Regions from separate parts of the Mus musculus genome. Here region 1 is linked to region 2. The links are chromatin contacts, called in public ChIA-PET maps. All regions are on one chromosome and are shown on one strand. The core of a region is the stretch at or near the end of the contact, and the rest is flanking DNA. Distances in the headings are between cores, read along the strand shown. Region 1 overlaps Zfp704 (zinc finger protein 704). Region 2 overlaps Gm41996 (a long non-coding RNA gene).

Region 1 (4,980 bases), core at 2,270-4,769, 400 kb after region 2:
TTACAGACCACACCTAAAGTTTACAATGGCTCGTGCATACACATGCAAGCATGTGCACACACCTGTGCCTATCCACATGCAAATATATGCATACACATCATATACACACAAAAAGGAAAAGAAGAAAAGAGTCCAGACTTGAGCTCTCTGGCTCTGTGTGGAAACACAACCCTGGACTGATCATTTACAGTTTGGCTTTAGTGACGGTTGGGTGAACAGAACAATTGATCAATGGATGACCAGAGAAACTGCAGCTCATCCTGTAGCTAACATGTCAGATTCCTCTCCTGGAATCAAATACAGCCCCTCCCCTCCCCTTCCTTCCCCTTCCCTCCCCTCCCCTCCCCCTGTACACAACTCTTTAGAAGAAGAACCCTCAAACCCCTTGTGGGCAGCAAGCTAAAGAGTGGTCTCAGCTGCTCCGCGGGGCTGACTTGTCTCCAGGGAGGAAGTTGTGTGGCGTGATTACAGCCCCTCTGAGGAGAGCACCCAACAGTAACAGGCCTTTGCATACAAGCCAGCTCACTGCTGTTCAGTTTGTTTAGACACGCCCAAATGCCCGGGAAGAAAGCAAGCCATGGTGGAATGTAAAAAGATGAACATGCAACCAGACTTGAGCTGAAGTGCGTGCTGGAGAGAAAACCAAGAATTCTTTTCCTCATCTTCTTTCTAGGGTCCCATGAGTGGAACCGTGGAAAACTTTTTCACAGAAGCAAAGCATCAACTCTCCGGACTAAGCCTTCAACCTGTACGTCAACAGCAAGCACATCACATTCAAGTTACATCACTCGATGGGGGTCAAAGGACACGATAATAGGACTCTGTTCCAGACAGGAGATGAGTGACAGGCTGCTTCCTGATACTCCCCCACCATACTCTACTGCACTCCAAAGAGAGCTTACATGAAAAGCCTCTGAAGGACAGACAAGACATCCTGGCATCTAACAGTAAGCACACCACACGACTGAACGCGTTTCTGAACAGAGCCTGGTTTTGTTTCAAGTGCTGTCTGTACTGCGTTAGTGGCACTGGATAAAAATGCCACCATAGCTTGTAAATTTTAGATATAAAAGAGAAACATAAAACAAGGGGTTATAAATCAGCTGGATCTCAATTAAAATACTTAGACTGACACTCAGAAACACTGGGCAGACTACAGTAAGATGAGTGGGTGGCTGGTTCAACGTTAATCACTGGAGCCTGCAGGAGGGTTTTGTCTTCGAGGTACTAGTCACATACATCTAGCACTGACTGGAACGTTGAAATACAACGTTATATCAAGCTATCCTACAGATGAAATGCACCGCCACAGATGGATGTCTGCTTCACAGTTAGGGCCATCGAGAAGAACCATGCTGCCTGCGAGCTCTAAGATAAATGTCTGCAGTTAATATCCAATGGCTACCCCACTACTTAAAAACAAACAGGAAGTTAGCCAGTTGTTCTCAGTGAGGGTACCCTGGACTTGAGTGGAAGCATGTGGCCCCCAAACACTTCCAAATGCCTGTTATGGACGGGCAGGGTGTAGTGGTCGTGTCAACACTTAGTATTCACTGAGAACAATTCATTGTGGCTGCTCTACAATGTGTGCTCTTTAAGTGGAAAGCTGCATCACCACGCTCCTTGAAAAAAGACTGCAGCTTGAAATCTTTTTTTTTGGGAGGGGGGGTCGAGACAGGGTTTATTGAATGGCCTACTAACTAATGGTATTACTTTGGGACATCCTGGAAACATTTGGAGATGGGAGCCTGTCGTGAGTGAGTCACTATACAGAGGGGCTTGGAAACCCTGCCTTGTCCCGGCTCCTCCTCCCCCTTTCCATCTGCGTCAAGCCACGACGAAGACACTCGTCTTCCACCAGCAAGCTCTGTCCCAGTGTGCAGTGGGACTGAGCCATCCCAAAGCACGAGTTAAGTCACTTCTTTTCTCGCCAAGATTATTCATTCCGAGTATTTTGTCACAACAATGAGAAAGCTAATTAGTGTATGCTGGGACCTTTCCAATTGTCAGATGCTATCTAGTAATTCCTATCAAAAAGTTTCAAGGAATAATTTCTTTTTTTTTCCCCCTCCCGAGACAGGGTTTCTCTGTGTAGCCCTGGCTGTCCTGGAGCTCACTTTGTAGACCAGGCTGGCCTCGAACTCAGAAATCCTCCTGCCTCTGCCTCCCAAGTGCTGGGATTAAAGGCGTGCACCACCACGCCTAGCACAAGAAATAATTTCAACACTGTGCTATGCTGCAGTTTTAAATGCTGAGCCATTTCAGAGCTAAATTTACTTTACAAATCTAGACTTTCAAATGAATGCTGCTTTCTCTCCAGACTGGAGCTAGGGACAAATTCTGGTGTCTCATTTGTACACAAGCCTAACTGTTCTAAGTGATAAACACAAAATAAGGAACAGAAATGGAGGATGTCTTTCTGGTTTTACCAATAATATATAATAAGTAGAGCTTAACCCATCTTTTTATTGGAGGGTCTGTCTTTGCCTCTAATGTCTAACTGTTAGGGTTTCAAGGCCCTCAACATACCAGAAAGTTATGAAGCAATGTAAGGCGGAGTGACAAAGGGCCCGCTCCCAATGATACTGCACTGCAGCCTTCAGCAGTCAGGAGCCCCCTGCCACAATTCCGCTGCAGGTGCCAAGGCACTGAGGCCGTCACAGAGACGCCAAGCCTGACACGATGTAAGTCATGGGAAACATTATCTGTAGAGATTTGACTTTACAGAAAAAAAAACAAGTCCTGGAGAGTCAAGACTTGACCCCATCTTTCTCACTGTTTTGTTTTTTCCTGAATGCTCGTGGAGTCTTTTTCTTTGTTAATTACACATATATGTGTCCATGTTTTAAATATATAAGCTCAACTTGCTCAGTCCGTATAACATCACTTGTACATGTGTGCTCAGGGATGACCGTTTGGTATGGACCGGAGTGCTCGTCCCTGAGTCAGACCATTTCCCCCACTCACAGTTTCCTTAGTTGCCCATAGTCCTTTCGAGGCCTCAAGAGCGACCCCTTCCCCACTTACGTTAGCATGTCTAGTGGTAGTGTCTTGTTCAATTCATGTTTAGACGGCCATGTCAGAGAGACTTCATGGGTATAGCAGCATCTCAGACACTTTAAGGAGATGCAATCTTACATCAAACTTCCTGTTTTTCCGGGGGTGAGGAGGTCATTCTTTAGATTAAGCATCACACATTCCAAAACACAAATTTAAATCTGACAAGAGCAACAGTGCTGGGTTTTCCTCACGGCCAGACAGACATGGCAACAGGCTTGCTTTCATTTGTAACTGTTCAGCCCTGCCAGAGGATTCACCCAGCTCGCAGGCACCTACATGTGGCCGCTTACCACACTAGGCTTCAGCCTGTGACTCCGTCCACCTTTGCTTGACTTTGCCATCATCACTGCCACCATCAAACAGCACTGTTGCATTCTGACTACAGAGAAGTGTCCTCCTCAGTGGAGAAAGACCACAAGTTAGGTGATAGGTGGCAGGTTTCCTGGGCAGAGGCACAGAGCAGCAGCTTTTCCGTCCTAACAAGAAGGGAAGCTCTGTGCATATCAGCACAGGAAGTCATGCACAGTGTGGTAACATTTGAAAAAACATTTGAGTCTATTATTCTAATCTAAATTTAGCCTTCATTCACACCAGGTTTTCCCATCTTTTAAATAAAGGGGATGAAGAAGATGACATTTAATATGCTCAAAAAGCTCTTTTCTCTGGGATCTAGGGTTGACTTTGGTCAGTACTGCAAGCAGCACACTTAGCTCTGCCAGGGCACACAGCATCTCCAGGATGCACCTCGTAGGCATCAGAGAAACTGAAGAGTCCTACTGTTCTTGAAGCCTACTGCAGAGGAACTGAGAACATTTGTGTTGTTTTCTTATGTAGGTTAATTACAAGCAATAAGATTAATATCGTTAAATAGCTCAGGGCTTGGGAAGTAAAAAGACAACAAACATTTGAACATCAAATGTTTACCACTTCTGTTTTTAGGAAAATGCACCCTTCCCTCTCCCAGGAAGACTGGGTCTTCCGAGGCTAAGTAAAAGCAGATGGGAGTTTTAATAATGTGAAGAGAAAACCCCATGCCCAACTACCAACACAGGAGAAGGAAAGGACTCTGCCTGACGCTGACTGGCCTGATACAGAATAGGGCTGACAGGAACATCCTTCACTGCAGATACTGGGTCACTGTAGGTGTGGCATCTGTTGGACACCGTGTATACACAAAGCAATGGTTTCTCAGCTTTGCACAGGTCCCCGAACATCAAGAACTGAGAAACCGAATGCTACAGCTTTGCTAAGCAATCAAGCACACTTTCAAACTGGTATGTTTCACTCGAGAGCAAAGGAAGTCATATCTGCTCAGCCCAACTGGGCTCATCCACACAGCAAGCACTGGAATGCCAACATAGAAACATTCCTCCACTCTCAGAGATGGCAACACAAGGGAGACTAGTGCTGAGCTCTGAGCCCAAGACACTACACATGCCAGTGACAAGCCATGAAACCCGTTCCTTAGTGATGCATTGGCCTGGTTTCCTCCTGCCCAGAGAGCAGAGGACAACCCAGGTGTCACACTCTGGTGGTTTATCAACTAGTTTGCCAGTGCTGTGTGGTTTGTCATACAAAAGATGAATGAGACAGAAATCCCTCAAAGTCTCTTGTGTCAGCCAAGAACTTGGTTCATCATGTAAGGCAACACTTCTCCAGTGAGGGATGCCAGGTTTTACTTTATTAAAAACAAACAAACAAACAAACAAAACAATGAGAAGGAAACACAGATTTTAAATATAGAGGCCATGGGCAGCCCAGTACAACTGTTACTTCTATATCTCCAATTAATCATGCAATAAAAAGACCTGGCCTGCTGATACACCAACATTTAGAGCAGAAAATACATGAGCTAGTTTAGCTATAAGCGGTCAGTCCTGATTTGTGTATTTTCATTCTCAGAGTAGCTGAAGTACAACA
Region 2 (5,010 bases), core at 792-3,291:
TCTTATAAAGCACTGCATATTTGTTTATTTAATTTGTCTCCATTCACTTTCACAAAGTTATAAAGTAGTACAAGGTGCTGGAGAGCATTGGAATAAAACCAACTGACTCATCCGGGATGCTGGCACTCTCCTGCCAGCCCAGCAGTGGGAGGTGAAGCAAGCCCTCTCCCCCCTCTCCCCCCCCTCCTCTCCCTTCCCCTCCTCCTCACTCCCCCTCTCTCATCCCTCCCCACTCTCTCCCTCCCCTCCCCCTCTTTCCCTCTCTCCCTTCCTCATTTTGGTTCTTAGACAAGATCTCATATGTAGCTAAAGCCAGCCTCAAACTTCTCGGTACTGGGATTTTAGGTGTGAGCTACCATGCCCACCTTTGCTGGTGAGTTTCCTATGAGACCATATGATAAACACACTGGTGATAGAAATGCACACACTAGTGATAGAAACACTGGTGATAGAAACACTGGTGATAGAAACACTGGTGATAAACATGCTGGTGAGAGAGACACTGGTGAGAGAGACACTGGTGAGAGAGAGAACAAAGGCGCACACAAAAGGCCCTGATTGACCCATCACAGCAGCTCTCTGCCTGTTCTCAGGCTCATCAGTGAACTAGTGAACATACTGTCCCTGAGCTAGACCTGCGCACACAGAAGACCTTCACCCTCGATGCCATTGTCACGCCTAGCCAGCAGCACATGCGAGCCCTAGTCAGATGCTGGAAGCATCCCTGTGGGTACTCCTTGCTGTTATAGGAGCATTCCTCATATCTCAATAAGCCCCATGCTTTACTGCTGGCGGTATACATTCCTAACAAAAGGTTGGGGGTGTTTATAGTTTGTTGGAGCTATGTGTCAACAGATTCCTTCCAAACTTCTAAGAAGAGCATTACCTCAAATTATTTTTACCACAAAAAGACCATCTTTAAAAAATGGTCTTCTGGTTGCTGCTGTTTCTGTTTCAAACGGTCAAGTGTAGAAGAGTTTGGTGAGTTTGCAGCTCCTGCTTGCCTGGACTCTTCTCATTCTGGGCCATGCCAACCACGGTCTGGTCCCACCGTGGGACTCAGGACAAATGGACTTACCTGGCACTCTCCTTTTTCAGTCAAGAAGGTTTTGAAATTTATAGCTTAGATGCTCTCAGCCTAGATAGCAACATACCTGCATCTCCCATATTATTTGTATGTCATTTTTAATGTTGTTAGTTTTTCAGGCTTAGATTCCTGGGTCAAATATTTAATAAGTGATCTGGGCTCAAAGGCTGGTTTAATAAGACATTTAAATTGGCCACTGAAAAAGGTGGTTCTGGATCCTTGTGAAAATTGCTAAGCTACAAGCTCAAAAGCCTCTTTATGTCTTCTGAGGTGACTTCCCCAAAGAATGTAAACACAGAAGACTGACTTTGAGGTCAGGAGGTTTCAATGATAAAGGGACTTTTGCTGTCTGATCCCTAAGCTGCATTGCTTGGTGCGGCTTCTCTGCTGAGACATCCTGAGAGTATCAGATGACTCACTCAGGCCTGACTGATTTAACCACACACAGCTCACACAGATCGGCTCCTGCTGTATACTCAGTCGGATGCTTGGATGCCTGCCTGCTCCTGAATTACTTTTTTTCTCTCTCTCCATGCTTGCCCAGGGTATGACATTTTTTCCCCCAGAGACAGGACAACCGGTACTTGGCATAAAAGAAGAATTCCACTTTCCGATGACACAGGGACATGGATATCTCTGGGTGTCAACAAGCAAGTCTTTCTATTTCTCCCTCTCCCATTTCAACAGATCTCATAGTTTCTAAGCATGGGCACGGCACGTAAAGGGTCTGTGCCAATCCATGTTGCCCTTGGTGAGGTAAAGCCTACTTCTACTGGCTTGTTCTGGAGTATAGTGGGTTATGCCCTGGAAAAGGCTGTCACTTCTCTGAGCTGAGATCAAACCCAGGGCCTCACAGGCTCTAAGCCAGCGCTCCACCTCTGAGCTCTGCTCACAGTTCAGTTACCTAGTTTAACTCGATTGTCTCCTACTTCCTGTAATCTGCTCTCTGCTGCAGAAGAGGTGGAAAGAAGAAAAGTGAAACAGAAAGTAAGAGGTGGTGGTGTGGAAAGGGATGCGGGAGGCAGTACTGAAGGCCAGGTACAGTACAGGAGGGTGAAAGGGTCCCGAGCTCCGGCCTTCATGCCCACCCCAAACCCCTCCCAACCATTTTAAGCACAGTGCACAGGCCTGCGCTTATCGATATACAGCCTGAAGCTGTTGTTCTCCATCGGAACTGTTTAAATGTCATCTAGAAGGTTCTGAAGCTGCCTAGTGTAGTACCACGCCCTAACTTTAGTCAGGATGGCTTAATGGGTGAAATGCAGATGGGGCAGCATCTTTACAAACACTTCACCAGGGTCAAGTCCTAGGGGAGCTTCAGGGGTCCTTAAAAGTGGGGACCCCCACTTTGCATCTTCTCCTTGGGAGGCTGGGAAAGTCCTAAAGGCTGTTCAGCAAAGACGAAATCCCCACTTCTGTTTTGTGAAAAGGAAAGAGGAGCTGGGGGTGGTCGCCCTGGGAAGCCCCTAGCTCACAGAATTCTCCTAACCTCTCCACAGTTGCTGCCACTGGGGGCCTCCCAATGGGTGGGAACACTGCTTCTCCTGGCTCCTCAAAGCCTTTCAGGACCTTTGGAGATTTTACAATGGACCTTTTCTCAAGCGAGATTTCAGAGAAGCTGTCCCGTGATTTTCTGATTTGGCATGGATTGAGACCTGTCTGTCCAGCAGTGCGAGGCTTCTGTGGGGTTTGTAGTGCATTTCTTCAGCATAATCATAGTATGGTTTACAAGTGTCATGGGTGCAGACAGAATGCAATCCGCTTTAACACTGCGTTTGCACTGTCAAGGTCTTGGGGCAGTTAGAACCTTTCTAGCAGAGTGCTCTCCTGAAAGCAGGGACATTCAAAAACGCATAGTTGAGTGCACTCTACAGACTGCAAATCACTCTTGAGAGACACAATGTTAATATGGTATAGTTTAGATAAGTTTTTCGATCTAGAACTGATCCCCGTTGAGAAGTGACTCACCTGGGGCTGGGATATAGCTCAGTGATAGACCTGACCTGTAACTGTGTGTGGGCCCTGGGTCCCATTGCTAGAACTCAAAATGAGTGAATAAGTGAATGAATGAATGAATGAATGAATGAATGGAGGAGTGGGGGAAGAAGAATAGATCAACTTTATTTTTTCATTTTAGAAATGTATAGAGAAAATGATGCACGTCTTTAATCCCAGCATTCAGGCGGCAGATGGATCTTTGAGTTCAAGGCCAGTCTGATTCACAGAGTGAATTCTAGGACAGCCAAGGCTACACAGGGAAACCCTACCTTGAACAAAATAAAAACTAAATAAATAAAAAAACAAAAAAACAAAAAACAAAAGTCCCACTGGGTGGTGGCGGCCCATGCCTTTAGTCACAGCACTCAGGGTCTCTGTGAGTTTAGGGCCAGTGTCTACAGATCTTGTTAGGAGTAGCGCTTCACACAGTCACAAAAGCCTACATTGTCTCAGACCCTCGGTGTGTTTAGTGTGTTCTGTTCAAAACAAAACAAAAATCAAACCAATATAGCACCAGCTGTGTGTGTGCTGCTGCATACCATTCTGGAACTGAGACGGGAGGAACAGCACCTGCTTTTAGTTTAACAGTTTTGTGTGTCACTACATTGTGTGTGTGTGTGTGTGTGTGTGCGCGCGCGCGGCACGCGCACACGCGCACATGTGTGACCATAGGCAGTGGCAATCAAGTGAGCATAAACTGTCATTGTAGAATTCAAGGTCTAAGTCCTGTCATTCTTGGATATGAGGTATAAAGGTCAAGCCTATCAGAGTGAAGAGGGCCTTCAGAGGGGAGCTACTCTGCTGGGGTGATCCTGAACACTGGGGTGCTAAAGCTTTAGCATCAGCTACCACAATTAGTTCTTTTCAGGTGGCTGTTAACCATGGAGCATCCCCAAGCCCGCTGGTTACTGGCCACAGGGATCTGTTTCCGGAGATTCTGATGTCATTAGACTGAAGTGCGTCTGAGGCAGTGGATAGCTACACTTGAGAAGCTCATCCTGCCTGGAGCTTTCCCAGGAGAAGGGATTGCGCTCACTGTCTAGAGACCATGATGTCACTTCCTGTGGGAGGCTAGGCAGTGCCCTGCTCTGGGGCAGGGGGGCGGGATCAGGCCTTACATAGTGTCTGTAACCACCCATTACATTAAGTTGGTGGATGGATAGTCAGAGTTCAACTGTGAAAAGGTGGCCTGTCCTTAGAGTTCTCATCACAGATGAGATGACATGGACTCAAGGTGACTCTGGAACCTAAGGAGAAAATTGATATCTTCACGGAAGACTTCTTAGGTCAAAGTAGTTTTGCATCACCTAAGCGTTGAGAATTATATGCCTGCCTACAAGCCAGCCCCTGCAGCTGTTTGTGGCTGGACTCATGCAGCAGACGGGGTGACCAGCTTAGAATGTGAATAAGATTGCAGCTGATTTGCCATGGATTGTAAGGATAAGGAACACGTTTGCCCTCAACTGAAAACAGGTCTTTGTTCATGCTCATGTCAAGATGCACTTCTTAGCAACTCACCTACTTTGTCTCTGGTACTGTATGTAGCAATGCAAGTGCTTAAATATTTATTTTTACATTAAATTTTTTAAATTTAATTTTATTTATTTATGTGTGACAGTCAGAGGAGTCAGTGACTTGTTTTCTTCTACCTTTTTTTTTTGTATTCTTCTATGCTATTCTTACATTTAAACAGCAACAATACAAGGATGCCAAGGGAGTCACAGGTGAGATGTTTCACTAAGGCAGACACAGGCCTGTTTTGCACAAAGGATGTTTTGCTAAAGGAAAAACATAAAAGGACACATGATGTTAAGAAAGACTCAGCAGACGGTAGATGATGCTAGATGGTATTGGTACACTTTACCATTGTTTTATTGATGATCTTTGTCAGGACTCCAAAGAGAAAAACACACCAAAAAACCCTT

What was found. ChIA-PET counts read pairs in DNA pulled down with a chosen protein or histone mark.
Region 1: a contact with region 2 is called in an RNA polymerase II ChIA-PET map of memory CD8 T cells, with 7 read pairs. The contact joins two enhancer-like sites.

What each region holds. Positions count from the first base shown.
Region 1 is chr3:9,546,567-9,551,546 of GRCm38.p6, forward strand. The region is part of intron 2 of Zfp704 (zinc finger protein 704); the gene reads right to left. Among named protein-coding and RNA genes, the nearest start is that of Zfp704, 61 kb to the right of the region's middle. Within about 2 kb of position 3,520, at least 52 of the 459 cell types and tissues checked have an H3K27ac peak or open chromatin away from gene starts, as enhancers often do. A contact at or near this core is called in memory CD8 T cells, where this site is marked.
Region 2 is chr3:9,152,345-9,157,354 of GRCm38.p6, forward strand. Gm41996 (a long non-coding RNA gene) reads right to left here. Exons shown (of 3, transcript XR_878674.2): 3 at 4,927-5,010. Among named protein-coding and RNA genes, the nearest start is that of Gm41996, 20 kb to the right of the region's middle. Within about 2 kb of position 2,042, at least 158 of the 459 cell types and tissues checked have an H3K27ac peak or open chromatin away from gene starts, as enhancers often do. A contact at or near this core is called in memory CD8 T cells, where this site is marked.